Regions from separate parts of the Mus musculus genome. Here region 2 is linked to region 1. The links are chromatin contacts, called in public promoter capture Hi-C maps. All regions are on one chromosome and are shown on one strand. The core of a region is the stretch at or near the end of the contact, and the rest is flanking DNA. Distances in the headings are between cores, read along the strand shown.

Region 1 (5,207 bases), core at 882-3,381:
ACTGTGCCATGTCCCTAGTGATGGCCAGCTGGTTGGAGATCATAAGTCAGGTTATTGACCCTGGAGTTCCTGAGGGCACTGGTAGCTCAGCCTAAGATGCAAAAGGTGGCAGGGCTTTTAGAGGGTAGAAGGCAGACCTGAGGACATGGAGGAAAAGACTGTGAGGCATAGCTCTCTTCAGTGCCTGTTGCCCAAGAAGGTGGGGCAAGGGTGTGTAAACTCAGCCTGTAAAAGGTGCTCTGTGCTTCCCCACGGATCCGGCCTACCTCAGAGAGAGTGCTAGGGGACTTGCCATTCACTCCCCTTGAAGAGCCCCATGCCAGGCCTGCTGCTGGCTGCTCGTAAGATCGACAGATGGGACTCATGCCTGTGGCCCTTCCCTGGCAGTGAGTCAAACTTGAGCCTCCAAGAGTAGGAAGACGGCGTCAGAGGCACCAGGAGCAGAGGGCATCTTCTGGGGTCAGTCCGGAAGATGAGGTATTATTGGCTGGATCCTGAGTGTGTGTGGGCTAGCCACAGGGAGCCTGTTCGGAATAGAGGGCAAAGGTCAGGAGACAAGAGGTAGTGTGGATGGGCAGAGAGGACCTAGATGAGCTCAGCAGTCATAGGGAAGGAGCTCCTGCTATGATTAGGCCCACGCTGTTACTATTGGACGGGCCCCAAGCTTTCCTGTGCGGTTTGCACTGCGCAGGGATGAGGACATTGGAAATGGGAGGAGCGTGGGAGTAGAAAAAGCACCGTGTTACCACGTAGACTGGAGAGGCCACCCGGCCAGGCTTTGGTCAGTCTGAGGACAGGCACTTTAGGGAGGACATGTCCCTAGCATGGGTCTCCGGTGATGGCCAGCTGATTGCAGATCATAAGCCAGGTTAGGTTAGGCTTTGACGCTGGAGTTCTCAGTAGTGGCTCGGTCTGTGATGGAAAAGGTGGAAGGCAGAGCTGGCAGAGGGTGCGAGCCAGGCCGGGCCAGTGGATGGGAATGAAGCGTTGCCAGGCGCAACGGGGCCTGAGGCTCACTTCCTTAGTTTATTTATTTTGGTTATTTGAGACAGAGCCTCACATACCCTAAGCTGGCCAGAACTTGCTATGTAGTTGAAGATCTTTGAAACGATCTTCCTGCCTCCACCTCCTGAGTGCTGGAATCACAAGCATGTGCCACCATGCATGGCAACATTCTAGATTTATAGAGGTGCACATGTCTGTAGTCACACAGCAATTCAGTTGATACACCTGGAGCCTCCAGGTTGGCTTCTCAGGTGAGTGAGCAGCCTGCCAGCCTCCTAGAGGCATGAGAGTGGTGGCCCAGACATTCCTGACCCCTTTCCTGGCTTCGGGGAGCCACCGAAGGGACTGGCCAGTTCATTTATTCACCTCTCTTGGAAGTCCTGCCCTCTCTAGGCCCCAGTATCCTCATCTCCTAGAAGCTGGGGTCGAGGGTTGGGATGTATTAGTGGGAGAGCTGGAGTGCTTTGCCCGGCATCCATGAGGTCTTGATTTCCATCAGTGGAACTGGGCAATCCGCTCTTGGGTCAGCATTTCACATGGCTAAGTCTGTGGAGGGCTAGGCACTCTTAGGCTGTAAACTTCACGGCGTAAGGGAACCTGAGGGGAAGTACGCCTGAGACGCTTGGTAAGGTCCCTCCTCCTTCAGTGGCAAGGGTCTGCTGTGGCCTCCGTGAGATGGATGGAGCTGCTGGAGGAAAGGCTCAAGAGGTGTGTGAGAAGTTAAGCCCCCAAGAAGGCGGGGGTAGGCAGAGCAGAGAAGGCTCTGGATGTGAGACTTGGCCTGGCTGCTGGATCTGCTAAAGGAAGCCCTGGGATGATTAAGAGAGAGGGGTGGAAAGACTGTGGGTGCGGACAACCAAGAGAAGTGCTCAGGTAGGGATTGGGCGTAGACTGAGCTGGAGGTAGAGCCGGAGAGGAAATTTTCAACTCCATAGCCAAAAGGACCAGAGGCAACCTCCAAAGCCAGAGTTTGAGCCCTCCTTCCAGCCTAGAGCTGCTTATTCAGCTTCTATCTACCGGAGGTCAGAGGCTTGCAGAGCTTTGCTTAGTGAAGAGGCCCAGGAGGCTGATGGGAGTTGTAGTTGTTGACCCACAGATAGATGGGAGGTGTAGTTCATGCCCCCTGAAGGCCTAATGGGACCTGTAGTTCCCGCCCACAGGAAGCTGATGGGAATTGCAGTTTCTGCCCCAGGGTACTTGAGTTATTAGACTAAAAGAGAAGACAATACCCTCTCCCTATCACACGCCTTCCCAATTAGTTATCCTGGGCCCTGTTTTAGCTAGCGCGTCCCTCCCAGATGGCTGTGTATGTGTTTTCTTTTCTTTTTTTGCTTTCTCCTTCTTTCCGTTGTTTTATTATTGTTTGAACAATAATAAGAGGGCCAGAAGCAGTCATAACCTGGCCAGGTTCTGGCGGTCCATGGGGGTTCTGGGGAGGGGGTGGGGGGAAGTCAGTGGGGGTCAGAGGTGGAGGGTGAAGAAAGTGGAGAGTTAGGTTTAGCTCAGTAATCATATGACCTCCGCCCTCACTCACTCTCCGTCCTCCCTCCCTCATTCCCAATCCTCCCTACCTCCATGCATCTTCTGAACTTTTCACCACCTCCCAGAATCCTAAGGGACAAACCCAGCTCCAGTGTGTCTGATCCTCCCTGCCCACTGTTCCACACAAGCATTCCCGGTTAAAGTTTCCTCCCATGGCCCTCTGAAATTAGCCCCAGGTCCTTTCCACGGCCAGCCTCCCCAACCCCACCCCCACCCCCGAGTTCACACTCACATAGACACGCCAGCCATCGTCTCTCCTTTCCATGGCCTCTCCACTGACCCTTCCTGTTCCCACGATGTCACTGAATGGTGCCACTCCCCAGACCTAACCCGCACACGCACTGTGTAAATTTCAGTCTCGTGTTCAATGAGGGGGAAGAGAGAGGGAGGAGAGAGATCTTTCTGGAGGAAGCAGGCTGTCCAGGGAGGGAGATGCCAAACAGATAGACAGAAAACGTTGTACGGAAAAGTTGTTTTTTCTTATTTTTTTTCGGGAGAACCCGCTTACACAGCTCTGTTTGTAATTTTTTTCTTCATGCTAAAATCACACGGCCTATTTGTTGATGTAAGTTGCCTGAATTCCGTGGTATGCTATCTTCTTTTTTAAAAACAAAAGCAAAAAAAAAAAAAAGCAAAAAGAAATATATATAAAAAAAACCCTAAAAGATATTGTTGTTAGGTTTGTTTAAATGCTGCTGTTGTATGTTTTTAAAGCCTTAAACCAGTAGAAAAAAAAAAAATTCCGTTTCTTTTCAATTTCCTTTCCTTTCTGTTCCGTTTGGTTTCTTAAGACGAAACAAAAAGACCAAAACCCAAAGTCACAGAGCCCGCGCGTGGGGTGCCCAGGGCATCCGAGCCGCAGCCCGCTTAAAGCGCAGGCGCTGGCCGGCTGGCGGGCGGGCCCGGCCCGCGTAGTCTCCGCCAAAGCCAATTGAACCGATTTGGGTGTGAGGCTGTTGTTTCTCTCTCTGTGCCGGCCGCCCGCGCCCTGGCCCTCGCTGACGCCCTCTCTTCTCTCTTCTCTTTCTTTTCCTAGGAGGAGAGTTAATATTGCCCATTATCACGGAGGACTCCTTAGACCCTCCTCCCGTGGCCACCCGATCCCCCTTCGTGCCCCCACCCCCCACCTTCTACCCCTTTCTCACGGGCGTGGGTGCCACCCAAGACACCCTGCCTCCGCCCGCCGCGCGCCGCCCGTCCTCGGGGGGCCCGTGTCAGGCCGAGCGCGACGACAGCGACTGCGAGGAGCCCGTGGAAGCCTCGGGCTTCGCCTCCGGGGAGGTCTTTGACTCCAGCCTCCCCCCCACGGACGACGAGGACTTTTACACTACTTTCCCCTTGGTCACGGACCGCACCACCCTCCTGTCGCCCCGCAAGCCCCGACCCAACCTCAGGACAGATGGGGCCACGGGCGCCCCCGGGGTGCTATTTGCGCCCTCCGCCCCAGCCCCCAACCTGCCCGCGGGCAAAATGAACCACCGAGACCCACTGCAGCCGCTGCTGGAGAACCCACCCCTGGGGCCTGGGGTCCCCACGGCCTTCGAGCCGCGGCGGCCGCCTCCCCTGCGCCCCGGCGTGACCTCAGCCCCCGGTTTCCCCCGTCTGCCCACAGCCAACCCCACGGGTCCGGGGGAGCGCGGCCCGCCAGGTGCAGTGGAGGTGATCCGCGAATCCAGCAGCACCACGGGCATGGTGGTGGGCATCGTGGCGGCGGCGGCGCTCTGCATCCTCATTCTCCTCTACGCCATGTACAAGTACCGCAACCGCGACGAGGGCTCCTACCAGGTGGACCAGAGCCGGAATTACATCAGTAACTCGGCCCAGAGCAATGGGGCGGTGGTGAAGGAGAAGGCCCCTGCTGCCCCCAAGACGCCAAGCAAGGCCAAGAAGAACAAAGACAAAGAGTATTACGTCTGAGCACCCAGTCCAGGCACCCCACTGCCAGCTGCTCCTCCCAGGAGGGAGGAGGGTGCGGCCCTCTCCCTGCAGGGGGATCTGGGGACCCTCTCCCCGGCTGCCTCAGGCTTCTCCCACGAAGAGGAAACGCAAAAAAAGAAAAAGAAAAGGAATATAACTACTACGTGCTCATCCCCTTCCCTCCCGCTGCCCTCGGCGCCGCACTGTCAGCTCTGGGGCTGGCTGTCCTCCGCTCTGCGCCTGTCAGGCAGGGCACGTGCTCACAGCCCTGGGTTGATTTATTTTTTTAAGGGGGGTAGTTTTATTTTGGTGGGGCTGGGCGGGAAGGAAGGCTGGGGTTTTGTAAAGTGTCCACTGCGCCGTTCGTTTATTTCCCTCGATTTTCTTCTTCCTCTCGCCTTCCTTCTTCGCAGCCCTCCTGTCCCGGTTCAGGCTTGCTGTCTCTTGTCCCTACCCTCCTCCGCCCCACTCCCTTTCTTTTCTCTTCTTTTCTTTATTTTTCTTTTCTTTTCCTTTCCTTTCTTTTCTTTCTTTTTTAAACTCTCTTTTCTCTGCTTCCCTTCCTTTGGGTTTCCAGAGTCTCTGGGAGAAGAAGGGTGGGCGGGTGGACCCAGAGCGACCCAGATTGGGTGGCTGGGGCGGGGCAGTAGGGTTCATTCTCCTAGTGCCCCAAGTCCCCTCCTGCCTGGGGCTGCCCAGGGATTGGACCTGGACCTGGCCAAGGCCTTTTGTGTGTGTCGCTG
Region 2 (4,834 bases), core at 1,006-3,505, 290 kb after region 1:
AGAGAGTAGAAAAGAGATGACTGTGTTTTAAACTCCACTTGGTATGATTACTTATTCAATCAGCAAACAGGAGATGCTGCACCTCAGGGACCTCACGTGTCGGACTCCTCTTCATTTGTGACTAGAGACAAGCTCCCAAGACAGTGACTGTCTGATAAAAACCTGCACCACGGACAAACTAGACAGCTAAAAGGAAAGTGGCTGGAGCAGGAAGGGGGTTACCTTTTCTGCCTTAAAAAAGGAACTGCAGGGGCTGTAGAGATGGCAGAACTCCTAAACGCGTGCCCGCATTATCTAGTGCTCTTGCTGAGGACCTCAGTTCTGACCCCAGCACCCACGCTGGGAGGCCCATGATCATCTGACCATCTCAGAGGATGGCACCCATCTTCCAACCACCACAGACACAATGAACACACACAATTTTTAAAAAATAAGTCCCAAAAGTCCTGGTGGAGGGTTGAGGCAGGAGCATGGCTCCCATCAGTGTATCTGGTCCCTTCTCTCCCTGCCATCATTCACAGGAGGTTCCCATCTTTTAAGTCACCTCCTGATTCCAAGCTCCCATGCCAGGCAGTGGAGGGTAAGAAACGAGATAATTCCCCAACACACAGCCCCCGCTCCCACCTTCCCGCTGACTGGGCTTCTGCAGGAATCTTGCCAGCTACGGCCACCACCTCTACCACATCCCAGCCCTCTGCTTAAGTCACATTGGCCTCTTCTGAGCAGGGGAGGGGGGCGTTGTAAGACTTCACGGTTCAGCTCTCTAGGCTTTCTGTAGCTAAAACCAAGGGTGTGGCTATTGGCCGTGGCAAGAGCAACTCCCTCCTACCCCCTCCCCCCTCCACTCCCTGCCACCCCTCCACACACCCACTTCTGACTGCTGAATGAAGGGCAGGCCTGAGAGCTACAGGAAGCTTCTCACGGATAATGTGGGCCCTCTGCAAGAAAAGGACGCAGCCTGGATACTGTCCAGAAAGCTCAAAAGACGTGCCTCCTTCCTGGGACTTGCTGCAACAAGTTCGCCGCCATCTTGCACCACTGAGAGGGTATAAAAAAGTACAGAGTTGCTTCACACTTATGCCTGTACTGGGGCCCAAGCAAGCTAACATCAAAGTGGTCTCATTTATTCCTTGTCTTTCTCCAGCAAAGCATTCTGGGAAATCGGGACAAAATGATAACTGCCAAGGTTACCATACAGGCTGCTTGCTTGCTTGCTTTTTTCTTTCTTTCTTCTTCTTCTTCTTCCTTTTGAGATAAGGTTTTTCTGTGTAGTCTTGGCTGACCTGAAACTCACTCTGTAGACCAGGTTGGCCTCAAACTCACAGAGATCTGCCAGCCTCTGTGTCCTGAGTGCTGGGAATCGAGGTGTGTGCCACCACACCTGGCAACACAGGCTGCTGTCAAAACAATAATGAAATAATTCTCTATGCCTTAGTTTGCCAAAAAATTGTAAAGCTGGGCTCTGTGTATAGCTGGGCTCATGTGTAGCCCTGGTTACTTGAGAGGCTGAGACAGAAGGCTGGTTTGAGTCCAGGAGTTCAAGATTTGTCTGTACTACACAATGAGACCCCCAGATCAATAAATCAATGAATCAATTTAAAAAAAAAATAACTTCATGGAACCAGAGGTGATGGATCAGTATTTCCGCTCTTCTCTCTCCCAGTGTGATATCATCTAGGTATGCAGGAATGGGTGTGTTTTCTCTCCTAATTAGAGAATTAAAAGGCAGGAAAAATTTGAAAGTCAAACAAAGCCAAAGTTTATTTAAAAGGAACAATTTAAAAAGAAACACCCCAGAGCAGGAAATCTCAGTGGCTGCCTGGAGGAGGAGGGAGAAGAAGAGGAAGAGGAGGAAGAGGAGGAGGAGGAGGAGGAGGAGGAGGAGGAGGAGGAGGAGGAGGAGGAAAAATCCATGCTACTTGAGTTAAGCCAGAAAGGAGGCTGTTTTGAGGCAGACAAGCAGCTAGCAGTGGGGCAGGGAGGGAATTTAAAGAAAGAGAGAGAGAGCCTAAGTACCAGAGATTACACATTTATGTTCTAGAGGTATCTAAAGAAAGAGACAGGAAAAGGGAACCTTACAGCTTTCTGAATCAGGACTCAGTAAGGAGGACAGACCCAGCTGAACTTCCTGGCCTTAGTAGGGACCGCAACAGAAGGCAGGGATTCTAGGAAAGAAAGCACGGTATCTCATTAAAGGGATAATTATTCCACCCATCTCTCAGCCTGCCTGCCTTGGAGTGGGACGGGTGATTGACTGGCCCAACTGGACTAACGATGTTTTAGGTAGCTTGGAATGCTCTGTCTCCGCCCAAGCCAGACATGTCCTAGGCTTTTGCTGTGTCAGCCCATCTCTGAAGAGGTAACCCTAAAATCATTTGGAGGTAAGCTGAAACAGGGGAGGGGAGGCTCTAGCCCATTTTAGCCCATTTTAGCCCATTTTCACTATGGAAATCTCAGGATTTGGTTCTGCAGTTGTTTGCCAAAAGAGAACATTGTCTGCTGGAATTCCAGTCCACGCCCTGCAGCTCGGCTCCTGGCAGGAGTGGCGACTTTGAGGAGGGATGAGGACCTGGGACTCTCTGGTAGCATTCCTGGCCGGATCACTAAGGAGGGTTCTAGGTGCTGCTTCTGTGGATCCTGCCCTAGCTGTCTGTCCAGTTTCCACTTCTTGTTTGCATTGCGTGCTCCTGCCTTAGAACGAAAGACGCAAATTCCATTCTTCCTTTGTTGTGTGCGTGCCTGCACTGGAGTTTCCAGGGTCCTGTCCTCCCATGCTGGTCCCAGGGTTCAAACTCAGCCTTTACCCACCAGACCAGACCACCTTGTTGGCATAAGGAAGTGATTTTGAAGGGACCACTTTGATTTCCCATTCTTCTCTTTACTTTCTTTTTGTTGTTGTGGTTTTGTTTGTTTGTTTGTTTGTTTTGAGGCAGGGTTTCTCTGTGTAGCCCTGGCTGTCCTGGAACTCACTTTGTAGACCAGGCTGGCCTCGAACTCCGAAATCTGCCTGCCTCTGCCTCCTGAGTGCTGGGATTAAAGGCGTGCACCACCATGCCCGGCAGCTCTTTACTTTCTGTTTAGCTTGGGTTACTTAATCTGTTGTGTGGTGAGGTGCCAGACTCTCAAGCCCGTGTGGTAGAGGCAGAGGTGAAGAGGTGAGTGTCTTTGTGAGTTCAAGGACAACTAGTCTACATAGTGAGTTCAGGCTAGGCAGGGTTACATAATGAGACCACTTCAAAAGCTAAAAAGGAAAAGTCGATTACGCTCTTTAGCCAGTTCATTACACCTTCCTCCTTTGGCACACATGCTCAGCTGGTACCCACCGGGACGCTCTGATCCTCCTCAGAATCTTCCGCTTCTTGTCCATCTCTTCTTTGTAGCATTTGCTCTTTCTCTCTGAAGCATTTTTTTCCCCCACCACCCAGTTCCCAGTTGCTCGGGGACACAATCTTCACATTGAGATCCTGAGTTGCTGATCAGAATGGAAGGCTGAGCTAAGATGAGCGACGAGGCAATGTCACATGCTGACTGATGGGATGTACTTCAACTAGACAGCCAGCCAAGCCAGCAAGTCTCCACTGCTTCAGGCTACGCCGAGTCAGAGCAATAACCAGGCCCACAGTGCAGCCGAGCCGAACTGTGTAATAAAGGAAAGTAAACGGCCGCAGAAACCTCTGCAAGGCAAGGGTAACTAACTCTGAGAGGCGGGATTAAGCCAGGGAGGTGAAGGGGCTTGTAGCCTCTGCTGCTGCTGCTGCTGCTGCTGTGTGACTCTGGACATTGTGTGCAGCCTTTCTAAGCCTTGTTTTCAGATAGTAACAGCTCCATTCCTTAACTGGAGTTACCTTGGGTGACTAATAGCAACCTTTGAATTCAGATCTGTGTGACACCCAAGCTGACACATTGACTGTTGGGCTCCATGGCCAGGTTCCCCCAAAGTCACTGTACCTGGAGCGTGATTCCTCTCTCTCATACAACTCCAGACATTTCCCCTAACTTGGCTCTACAGAGGCAGAAAGAATATTCTACCTCTGCCCCAGAGTGAGGTGGGATGAAGACCCTAGGAGATGAGGAGTTTGGAGCTGCAGCCCGGCATCGGCAAAGCCTGTCCAGGACTGTTGCTGACAGCGCTTCAGGGACATTGGTCCAGAGCAGCCAGCTGGATGCCTGTGGCCACTACTGACTCAGAAGCTGGGAGACCTGGTCCATTCTCCACCCTGTAGATGGCTGGCTCTCTGATGATTGGGGCAAGAGGGTAGGTGTCTGAAATCCTGTCATGAAGCTGGATCCTGTTGTGTGTAAAACTCTGGGAAGTGGGAGTTTTAGCTCGTGCATCTAATCCCAGCACTAGAGAGACTGAAGCAAGAGAAATGCTGTGAGATCCAAGCTAGCCTGGGCTGCATAGTGAGTTCTAGGTCAGCCTGGGTTACAAAGTAAAAGTCTGGGGGTTGCTGGGGCTATTCTCTGCCCCAACAGATGCCAGGAATGCTGGTCAAGGCTAGAGTCACAGCTCACACCCCAGGGGCCCAGCATCCAACAGGCCTTTCACAGTGGACTCTACTCGTTGGTGACGTCTTGATCAGTGGCTCTGTGGCCTCCTCACAGTCAGTAGGGCCTCAGGAGGAGTAAGAAGGCATGGAGGAACGCACAAGTGGGAAGGAGGACACCAGGACCCTGGCCAACACCACAGCAAGCCAGCAAACAGAGTCCTCCTCAGTCTCTGCCCCAGTTCCTGCCCTGGTTTCCTCGGTGATGGACAGCAAGTTGTAGGATGAAATTTTCTTTCCTCCCCCAAGTACTTTTGATTGAGTGTTTCTCACACTGTCCCTGATGG

What was found. Promoter capture Hi-C pulls out the DNA fragments that hold promoters and counts their contacts.
Region 2: a contact with region 1 is called in a promoter capture Hi-C map of embryonic stem cells, with 2.7 times the contacts expected there. A contact is called at or near these places in 7 of 39 promoter capture datasets (3T3-L1-derived adipocytes, the HPC-7 cell line, HPC-7-derived erythroid cells and 3 more), 1 of 484 Hi-C or Micro-C datasets (embryonic stem cells), 5 of 130 datasets of targeted methods (craniofacial prominence, embryonic forebrain, embryonic stem cells and 2 more) and 2 of 9 other capture datasets (adipose tissue and liver).

The regions. Positions count from the first base shown.
Region 1 is chr19:6,527,685-6,532,891 of GRCm38.p6, forward strand. It overlaps Nrxn2 (neurexin II), which reads left to right. Exons shown (of 23, transcript NM_001205234.2): 23 at 3,584-5,207. The coding sequence ends at 4,464. Among named protein-coding and RNA genes, the nearest start is that of Slc22a12, 13 kb to the right of the region's middle.
Region 2 is chr19:6,818,451-6,823,284 of GRCm38.p6, forward strand. No RefSeq gene overlaps it. Among named protein-coding and RNA genes, the nearest start is that of Mir5046, 9.1 kb to the right of the region's middle.